Regions from separate parts of the Sus scrofa genome. Here all the other regions are linked to region 1. Evidence: chromatin contacts called from public HiChIP or PLAC-seq data. All regions are on one chromosome and are shown on one strand. Each heading gives the region's core, a stretch centred on a gene start, on an enhancer-like site or on the middle of the called end of the contact. The rest is flanking DNA. Distances are from core to core; before and after follow the strand shown. Region 1 holds the start of FAM126B (a long non-coding RNA gene). Region 2 overlaps CFLAR (CASP8 and FADD like apoptosis regulator). Region 3 holds the start of ORC2 (origin recognition complex subunit 2).

The links. HiChIP or PLAC-seq counts read pairs in DNA pulled down with a chosen protein or histone mark.
Region 2: a contact with region 1 is called in an H3K27ac HiChIP or PLAC-seq map of alveolar macrophages. The contact joins the enhancer-like site here to the promoter of FAM126B in region 1. A contact is called at or near these places in 3 of 5 promoter capture datasets (fetal liver, fetal skeletal muscle and liver), 10 of 47 Hi-C or Micro-C datasets (alveolar macrophages, blood, embryonic fibroblasts and 6 more) and 2 of 2 datasets of contacts at active chromatin or transcription factors (alveolar macrophages and skeletal muscle).
Region 3: a contact with region 1 is called in an H3K27ac HiChIP or PLAC-seq map of alveolar macrophages. The contact joins the promoter of ORC2 here to the promoter of FAM126B in region 1. A contact is called at or near these places in 3 of 47 Hi-C or Micro-C datasets (alveolar macrophages, heart right ventricle and skeletal muscle) and 2 of 2 datasets of contacts at active chromatin or transcription factors (alveolar macrophages and skeletal muscle).

The regions. Positions count from the first base shown.
Region 1 is chr15:104,746,051-104,749,216 of Sscrofa11.1, forward strand. FAM126B (a long non-coding RNA gene) reads right to left here and starts at 1,638. Exons shown (of 12, transcript XR_002339352.1): 1 at 1,488-1,638; 2 at 666-703. NDUFB3 (NADH dehydrogenase [ubiquinone] 1 beta subcomplex subunit 3) reads left to right here and starts at 1,785. Exons shown (of 4, transcript XM_021075852.1): 1 at 1,785-1,942.
Region 2 is chr15:104,822,363-104,825,228 of Sscrofa11.1, forward strand. All of the region lies in intron 7 of CFLAR (CASP8 and FADD like apoptosis regulator), which reads left to right. Among named protein-coding and RNA genes, the nearest start is that of CFLAR, 24 kb to the left of the region's middle. Within about 2 kb of position 1,414, at least 43 of the 83 cell types and tissues checked have an H3K27ac peak or open chromatin away from gene starts, as enhancers often do. A contact at or near this core is called in alveolar macrophages, fetal liver, liver and 4 more, where this site is marked.
Region 3 is chr15:104,654,901-104,657,882 of Sscrofa11.1, forward strand. It overlaps ORC2 (origin recognition complex subunit 2), which reads right to left and starts at 1,658. Exons shown (of 18, transcript XM_021074955.1): 1 at 1,366-1,658.

The sequences.
Region 1 (3,166 bases), core at 388-2,887:
TCATAAAGGCATTTTTAGATTTAGTTTCTGGGTTATATTAATATAATTTATTAGTAAGAGAAAAAAATCACATCTTAGAAAGTTTTTCTGACATGCAGTATTAAAGTAAGCTCAGGAAAATGATACACTTGCTAATACTACATTAGTCTTTATCTTCCAAGCTAAAAGCAACTTTTCAATCAGCTTACATTTTAGACATTTATAATGCTTCCTTTAAAACAGTGAGCTATAAAATCAAGTTTTTCATAGTCTGTCATTTCATAATACACACTGAATGGAATTCCTATTTTAATTCTACATTTCATTGTGCAAAAAATGAATTAAAAAAACTAAAAAAAAAAAACCCACGATGATGTACAAGTAATTATGTCTATAAATGCATTTTACCTCTACTGGAGAGATACAAAGAACATACTTTTTAAACCCAAGAAATAAATAATTCATAAATAGCTTCTCAACTTACAGAGCAAATTACTTAAAAAGGTGATTCCCCCGGCAAAAAAAAAAAAAAAAAAAAAAAAAAAAAAAAAAAAACAGAAACAAAAAACCAAACGAATTCAGACCACCACCTTATTTTCACAGTCTCTAACTTTCATAATATTTAGGGGGTAAAAAAAAAAAAATCTACCAACTAATTATCTAGTCATTTTCCAACTTGCACTTACCTCGTAGTATATATAAGTTCTTGAGGCTCTCCACTTTCCTGAAGATTAAAAAAAAATTTTTTTTAAATTAGCCTTGACCCTCAAAACAAATTCACGAACTATAAAACGTGAACCTGGCCACGCTCATCTCAAACAAACATTATCTCTCAGCCCAAGTCCATATTTGGGATGAGCTCTTCGTGACTACTCTATCCTTCATGCTTCCTCGCCCACAGAGCCTGCCAGGGTAGAAAACAGTCAAAGCAGTGAAAAAAACTATTCTGACATATCAATAGGTTGCAAGATCTCTTCTTCCAGGAGGGCAACCTACTTGTTTGGGTAAATAACAGCCATGGATTACATAATGCACAGCTATGAAGAGTTTCAAGGATCTGACCGCCAGTAAATATTTCTTCTCCGCTCCCTCCGTCCCCACCCGGAGAAATGGCCCTACGAAGCAAGCCCTAGGATTTCTCTCAGGTGCCTGCAATGCCGCGTCCTCTTCTCTCTTGGAGCTTCATGCAAGGAGTCCTCCAGCCCTCATTAAACCGTCTTGCTCCCGCCTCTTTCCGGTCTCCGCCGGCGCCTCCGCAGCCCCCCACGCCCGAGGCCCCCACGTCGCCACTGGGCTCAGCCTCCACCCGCCTCGGCTGCTTTCTCTTCCTCACGACCCTCCCAAGCTGCTACCTGGTCTCTGAAAGGTTCCGGAACCACAAACACTCCAGCTACCGCCCTTTCCGAACCACCCACGTTAGATCCTCTCTATACTCCCTGCAGCCAGAGAAAAAGAAAATCCCTCTTTTCTGGTACTCCGTGTCCCCTAAAGACAGCGCCGCCGCCTACCTGTCACCCCGCTGCCTCCGGCTTCTTACCGCCACCGCCTCCCGCAGCAGCCTGCCAACTGCAGCGCAACAACCGGCCCTCCCATTGGGTGGGTCCACGCTCCAACAACAGCTCCGTTGATTGGAGAAAAATGGCCGCGGCCCTCCCTTTGTGCAGCGTCTAAAGATTCCGGTCTCCCAACAAAGACTCGTTGCTCTTCCCCGCCCTTGGGTCCTTCACTGTTTCTCTTACATCAGTCAGACTCCAGATGCACAGATATGCGGGGAAATTTCCCACTTCCAGCCATCTTCATGTCATCTCCACCTGGACCAGGAATCTGTGCCCCCAGGACCAGGGTATTAAAATTCTCCTCTGCTTTCCTGCCGTGAGGTACTCAAGGTGACAACTTCCGTTTCCGGTTGCCTCCGGCTGGAGGGTTGAATGTTGAGTGTCCTGAGAGGTCAGATTGCTGTCAGGTAAATTGGGGATTTGGTGGGAGATCTGTTGATCGAGAATAAGAATGAGACTCTATCCTGGGAACTGTCAAAAAGGAGAGACTAAATGAGGAAAGATGATGAGAATATGTAACTCAAAATTGAAGGAGATCGAAGAACTAGCAGCGGAGAACTATGAAGTCTTTGAGTTGTGAGAGGTGATTGTAGAAGGATGTAGTGAGAATCCTTGTGGTTGCTAGGTACAGATGCTATTTTTCCACTTCTGCCACTTGCAGCACCCCCTTGCCCCATGTTTTTTGGTTTACCAGCTCTCAAATTGAATATTTGTAAAATAGGAATAACTGTAATACCTGCCTTACCGTCATGCATAGTATAGGTTTGATTTAAGATTTTTCTGGTATGAATGTTTATGACATAATGTTAAAGTGAAAAAAAAGGGTACAAAACCACATCAATTTTTGCAGTGATTACTGTTTTTATTTATTTATTTATTTAGTCTTTTGAGGGCCGCACCCGTGGCATATGGAGGTTCCCAGGCTAGGGGTCTAATCGGAGCTGTTGCTGCCAGCCTAGGCCAGAGCCACCGCAATGCCAGATCCGAGCCTCGTCTGCGACGTACACCACAGCTCATGGCAACACGAGATCCTTAACCCTGCTGAGCGAGGCCAGGGATTGAGCCTGCGACCTCATGGTTCCTAGTCGGATTGTTTCCACTGAGCCAAGACGGGAACTACAGTGATTACTATTTTTAAATTGCATATATGCAGATAAAGGGGCTGGAAGAGACATCACATGTGAAAATAGATAATTTGTCTTTTGTGTTCTAATGTTACTACCGTATTCGCAGTTTTGGTTTTTTTTGTTTATTTGTTTGCTTTTTCTGTCTTTTTGCCATTTCTAGGGCCGCTCCCGCGGCATATGGAGGTTCCCAGGCTAGGGGTCGAATCGGAGCTGTAGCCTCCGGCCTACGCCAGAGCCACAGCAACGCAGGATCCGAGCCGCATCTGCAACCTACACCACAGCTCACGGCAACGCCAGATCGTTAACCCACTGAGCAAGGGCAGGGACCGAACCCGCAACCTCATGGTTCCTAGTCGGATTCGTTAACCACTGCGCCACTACGGGAACTCCCCGTATTCGCAGTTTTTAAAGTGAGGGGAAGTTAGGATATATACTTCAAAGTCTTTAGCAAACTGCGAAAATACTTATAGTGTAAGTGGAATTACTCTTTTTGTTTCCTTTCTA
Region 2 (2,866 bases), core at 164-2,663, 76 kb after region 1:
TGACACAGCTATGGCAACACCCGATGCGAGCTGTATCTGCCATCTACACTGCAGCTTGTGGCGGTGCTGGCTGCTTAACCCACTGAGTGAGGCCAGAGATCAAACCCACATCCTCACAAAGACCACATCAATTCTTAACCTGCTGAGCCACAATGGGAACTCCTCAAATTAATATCTTATTTATTTAATTATTTTTTTTTTGGGGTCTTTTTTTTAGCTATTTCTTGGGCCGCTCCCACGGCATATGGAGGTTCCCAGGCTAGGGGTCCAGTTGGAGCTGTAGCCTCCGGCCTACGCCAGAGCCACAGCAACGCGGGATCCGAGCCGCATCTGCAACCTACACCACAGCTCACAGCAACGCTGGATCATTAACCCACTGAGCAAGGGCAGGGACCGAACCCGCAACCTCATGTTTCCTAGTCGGATTTGTTAACCACTGCGCCACGACGGGAACTCCTCAAATTAATATCTTATGTTTGAATAACTGCTCACAATTTGCAAAGCGTCCTTATAGACATCTCAATGGAGCCTCACAGCCACCTTCTGGAGGACATGGTAGAGGCATCAGTATTGATCCCATTTTATAGGTGGATAAATTACAGATGTAATTTGTTCAAAGTCACACTGTCGTGATCCCCTTGATCCTGTAAATTAGACTGGGCTCTATCCTTATTCTTTCTTGCTAGCCCAAGAAAGAACATTGCAAATGGCACCCAGCATCCATCCTCACCATCTGTCAGAGGAAAGATGTGATGTTCATGGGAAATGCCAGCCTGATGGCTTCAGGCTGTGTCCCTGGAGTGACTGTGTTGCCACAGGGATGTTTAGGGGATGCTCCATCTTGGTCTGAGGCCCTAGATTTGGTGTTCTTATTGGCCTTATACTTGGCATTGGGGACCTGTTTGGCCTTTAGCTTCACCTCCAGCTTTAGGCTTTTTCCTCCTGTTCTATTAGGTGAGACCTTCCTCAGATTCCCTAGACCTCAGATTCCCATGGTGTCAGTCAGTCTTCTTTCAGGACCAGGCAAGGTTCAGACCAGCAAGTAGGTGGAGAGGCCAGGACTGAAACTCACATCTTGGGTTTCCAAGGCTGTTCCTCTTTTACCCTCGTATCACGCAGCTGCCTGCTGACTGCCTTATGACAGCCCAGCTGCTGCTCTAGCCAGAACCCAGATAAAGAAAAGAGATTAAGGCACAAGACAGCCTGTGTTGCCTCCAGACCTCTGCATGTCAGGATGGAAAGGGAGACTATGGCTTTCTTTCAAAGACTTTGATAAGGGAGGCACTCTTATCAGTGAAAAGAAGGTTTTGATCCAGGGAGCCAGTCTGAAATTAAGTAAACAAAAGAGCTTTGAGCCTGATGTTTCTCGGTTCGCTTCTGCCCCCTGGAGGAGAGAGTGCTCCATGACTAGAGAGTGCCACTCCGGAAGGGAGCGTTTGGAATAAAGCAGTGGGGATGGCCCCTGAGTCCTGTCCAGGCTCTGTCCTGGTACCTGGTACATGGTACAGCCCTGTGTGTCATCCCCAGCTCAGAACTGGATCTCAAGCCTTACCTACACCCTCAGAGGCCGTGCCTAGGGGGCAGTGCTTCTTCACCTCTCCTAGCACTCTGAGCTCCTATGCTGACAAGTGAGGTACTTAATAGGTTTTCAGCAACTGTCATTCCTTGAACATACTTAGTTATTGTAAGGTTTTAAGGAGATTGGCAACTTCTTTATATCTCTTGGGGGCTTGTATCTTATTATTACTTGATATATATATATTTCAAAAAATGAATTTAATTCATTTTCTTCACCCCTACCTTACTTGCGGGTCAGGCGGAAGGAGAAAAGTAAGTTGCTTAATTACACTCCATTCTTAGGTAATGGTTATTATCATTCCCTTTTGCTGACTTACCTAGTGAATTATTTATCTCATAATGTGTACAAATTGCTCCAAAATGTTATAGCTTAAAACAACGATACTAATTTATTTATACCTCTCATAGCTTCTGGGGGTCTGGAATTTAGAAGTGACGGAGCCAGGCTGTCCCAGCCCTGAGTCTCTTGAGAGGTTGCTGTCATATGTCAGCTTGGGTCCTTGGCATTGGAGGAGCTTCTCGAGTGGCTGGGAAGTTGGTGTGTGGCTTGCGTTCTTCTCCATGTGGGCCTCTTCACATGGCACTGGGGACCTGTTTGGCACCAGGGCCCTGTCTGGAGTGTTCTCAAGACATGGCAGCTGGCTTCCCCCTAGTGATTTGACTTTGAATGTCACGTGGTAGCCCTTCTGCCACACTCCATTCATTAGGAACGAGTTACCTGTGTTCAAGGGGAGGGGATTACACACTATCTTTTTAAGCAAGGAGGGTCGAGGAGTCACAGACTTATTTAAATCTGCCATATCTGGCAGGATGTGAGCCTCCTGAGTAGAAAGTTCTACGAGACTGTATGTGATTGTGTCCAGATACTGCCCATAGGCTGGCCAAATTGAATTAAGAGCACTCGAGCCAGCTCTTGTTTGTCCAGTGGCTGCTTAGTTCCCAGTTTGTTGTTAACCCAAGGCTGTGTTTCTTTCCCAACTTTTAATCTTTTTCCTGTTTCCTGCTGAGAAGCCAGAAGAGAAATAACATTTGCTTACTTTCACTTTTATAGTGTAATACTCGCTGATAAAGTTGGCAAGACAAGACGTTGAAACTATTGGTTGAAGTTATTATCCTGAATTATTTGTGACTCTCCATACTTCATATTGTTCTTATTTGGTGTGGAGAATTGAGAATCGGTAGTGAAGGGTGATGTGTCATAACCTTCAGTTATTTATCTCCCCCTGACCCCTTTGTATGACGCCCAAACTGGTATGAGGTGGGGCCCCTCTGTTCCTTGGTGGAAGTT
Region 3 (2,982 bases), core at 408-2,907, 91 kb before region 1:
GACCTCTAACAGGCAAAACAGTTCTTGGAGTTTTCTGGAAGGCTGTTCCCAGGTTATAATCCTGTTTGGCTTAAATTAAAATTTCCATTTCTTGGAGTTCCCTTCGTGGTGCAGCAGAAACGAATCCCACTAGGAACTATGAGGTTGTGGGTTCAATCCCTGGCCTCACTCAGTGGGTTAAGGACCCAGCACTGCCGTGAGCTGTGGTGTAGGTTGAAGACACAGCTCCGATCTGGCATTCCTGTGGCTGTGGTGTAAGCCAGCAGCTGTAGCTCCAATTCAACCCCTAGCCTGGGAACTTCCATATGCCGTGGGTGTGGCCCTAAAAAAGACAAAAGACAAAAATAAAATAAAATAAAATTTCCATTTCTTTCTTAGATCACTACTGGTTCATTTTCATGGGTACATCTAACAGAAAAAGTGCTCAATAAATGTTGAATAACGTCCATTTAAGGAGCAGTGTCGGGAGTTCTCTTCCTGGCTCAGCAGCTAACCAATCCCACTAGGATACATGAGGATGGATGCGAGTTCCATCCCTGGCCTTGCTCAGTGGGTTAAGGATCCAGAGTTGCCCTGAGCTGTGGTGTAGGTCACAGATGCAGATCAGATCCAGCATTGCTGTGGCATAGGATGGCAGCAGTAGCTCTGATTGGACTCCTAGCCTGGGAACCTCCACATGCTGGGGTGTGCCCCCCCCCCCAAAAAAAGGCAGTGTCTTTAGGCAAAGGTGTGGCACCTTTTGCCTAATGAAAACAGTACCTATTTTTCTTCAGACTGCAATAAACTAGGGGAAGATGTAGCCGTACTTCTAGGATTTCAGCTGTACAGCGAAAAGCAATGCATCGATATCTTTTTAACTTAAAAAGCTCTACTAAAGGTTTAACATTTTACACCTAAGCACTGTCCCAGGGTGGCTGTGTTCAGTTAGGAGGATTCTCTTGGTGCTTCCAGGCTGGGATGATATCAAAGAGCTCAGGACAAGATCTCTTCCTCCTCAGCCCGTATTGTAGTTGTTCCTCTCCCAAGACACCTTACTACTTTCGTTATGAATTTTCCCAGTTCTCTCTCTACAAGCACAAGGCTCCTCCCACCGGGAAACAGGTATGATGGTAACAGACATCCCTTGCACAGAAGACCCATCACCGCTGGACAGAAGGAGATGTCTTTAAAGAGGGGGCCTCCCACCCCAAGTATTTGCTGACTTTAGTCTGGGCCTCTCGCAACTGATCAGTTGGCAGCGCTCCGCCAGCCGGGGGTCCTCAGGCGGGCGGGACTGGTGGCAGTCTGGAGAGGGCAGAGAGGGAGGCGCAGCGACCCTGCCCTCTGCAAAGGCGAAGGCCGGGGACTAGGTGCACCTGTACTCACCTCGCCAGCCCCTTGCTAAGGAGAGGAGGCAGGCTGCCCAGCCACCCCTCTACGCACCGCTAGGTCTTCACCAGGCGCGGCTGCGGCCGCCTCGCGCCTGCCGGACGCTACCCAGCTGAACGGTCGCTGTTGGGAAGGCGGCTTCAGTCGCAGCAGGAAAGGCCAAATTCTTGAAGGCAGCTTGAGTGTAGGGTCGCAGAGCTGATCAGAGGAGCTCCCGAGGCCCGCGTGGGGGGGGTAATGGGAAGCCTCCCTACTGCACACCGAATCTCCCGCCCTGCTTAGGAGGCGGAGCCCCGGGGAGCCAATAGGAAGTGAAGTCGGCCGAGAGCGACGGCTCTGCCAGCCCGTCGGCGCCGGCCTCATGGCCCTGCCCACAAGAAACCCAAGGAAACCGAATCCCCAGCTCTGGGTTCTGGGCCTTGTCTTTCCTCTTTCCGTTTCCGGGGAAGGGAGAAGGCAGTGTTGATTAGGTCTGAGGAAGTTGAAGGAAGTGGAGCGGGCTGAGCGATCGGTCTGTCTTGTAGCAATCTTTTTTTTCTTCTTTTTAGGGCCACACCAGTGGCACATAGAAATTACCAGGCTAGGGTTCAAATTAGAGCTGCAGCTGCCAGTTTACACCACAGCCACAACAACGCGGTAGCCGAATAGAGTCTGCGAGCTACGCCACAACTCATGGCAACACCAGGGGGATCCTTAACCCACTGAGCGGGGCCAGGGATAGAGCCGCATCCCCATGGATGCTAGCTGGATTAATAACCACTGAGCCGGAGATCCCAATGTGGCGCAGAGGAAACGAATCCGACTAGGAACCATAACCACTGAGCCACAACGGGAACTCCTGAGTGGTGGGTTTTGACTTTGTTTTTATGGTATATGTGTGGAAAATAGAGGTAAGAAGCTGAGTTTCCCTTCTAGGTTGATACTAAGGTAGATAAAAACAAAGAGCCATACCATTTAGAATGGAGATCCAGAATTCAGGGGTGGCAGGAAGTTGAAGATAGAGGTGATCATAAAACGGCAACTCTCCCAGGTATTCACAGACATTTTGGGTAGAAAATTAGATTTTTCCATGGAGAAAGAGAGGACTAAGTTAATTTTGTGTGAGATGCCAGCAGCTAATTGGGTTATAGTTTGAAATAGTTGAGTTTGAGTCTTTAATAAAATTGGATTAAACATGGTGAAATAAACACTGTCTTGAAATGCCATTAAAATAACAGAGTTAAAAAGTATTTTTAAGTATATGCACAAAAGAACAGGAAAGGAAGTGAGCCAAGTTGACACAACTTTGGAAGATGTGGTGTGATCAAGCACAGCAGAGTAAGCTGCAACCCAGGCCAGCAATGAAATGCCAAAAAGAAGTCTATTTCTTTCTCAGATTTCCAGTTAGTCTCAAGGATTAATCTACAGGAGCATCTGAAGACAGAAGAGCAGAATGGGACTGAGACCTGGAGGATTGGTCAAAGTCTGAAACAAGGAACAATTAGATCTCTTGCACTTAACAGAAGAGCAGGAGTTTACAAGGTGAACCAGAGGATCTAGACTCAACAGAATAAAAATGAGAAGTCATACTGAAATTGATTGGTGGAACTGGATAAAATGTGTAGAAGACAAAGA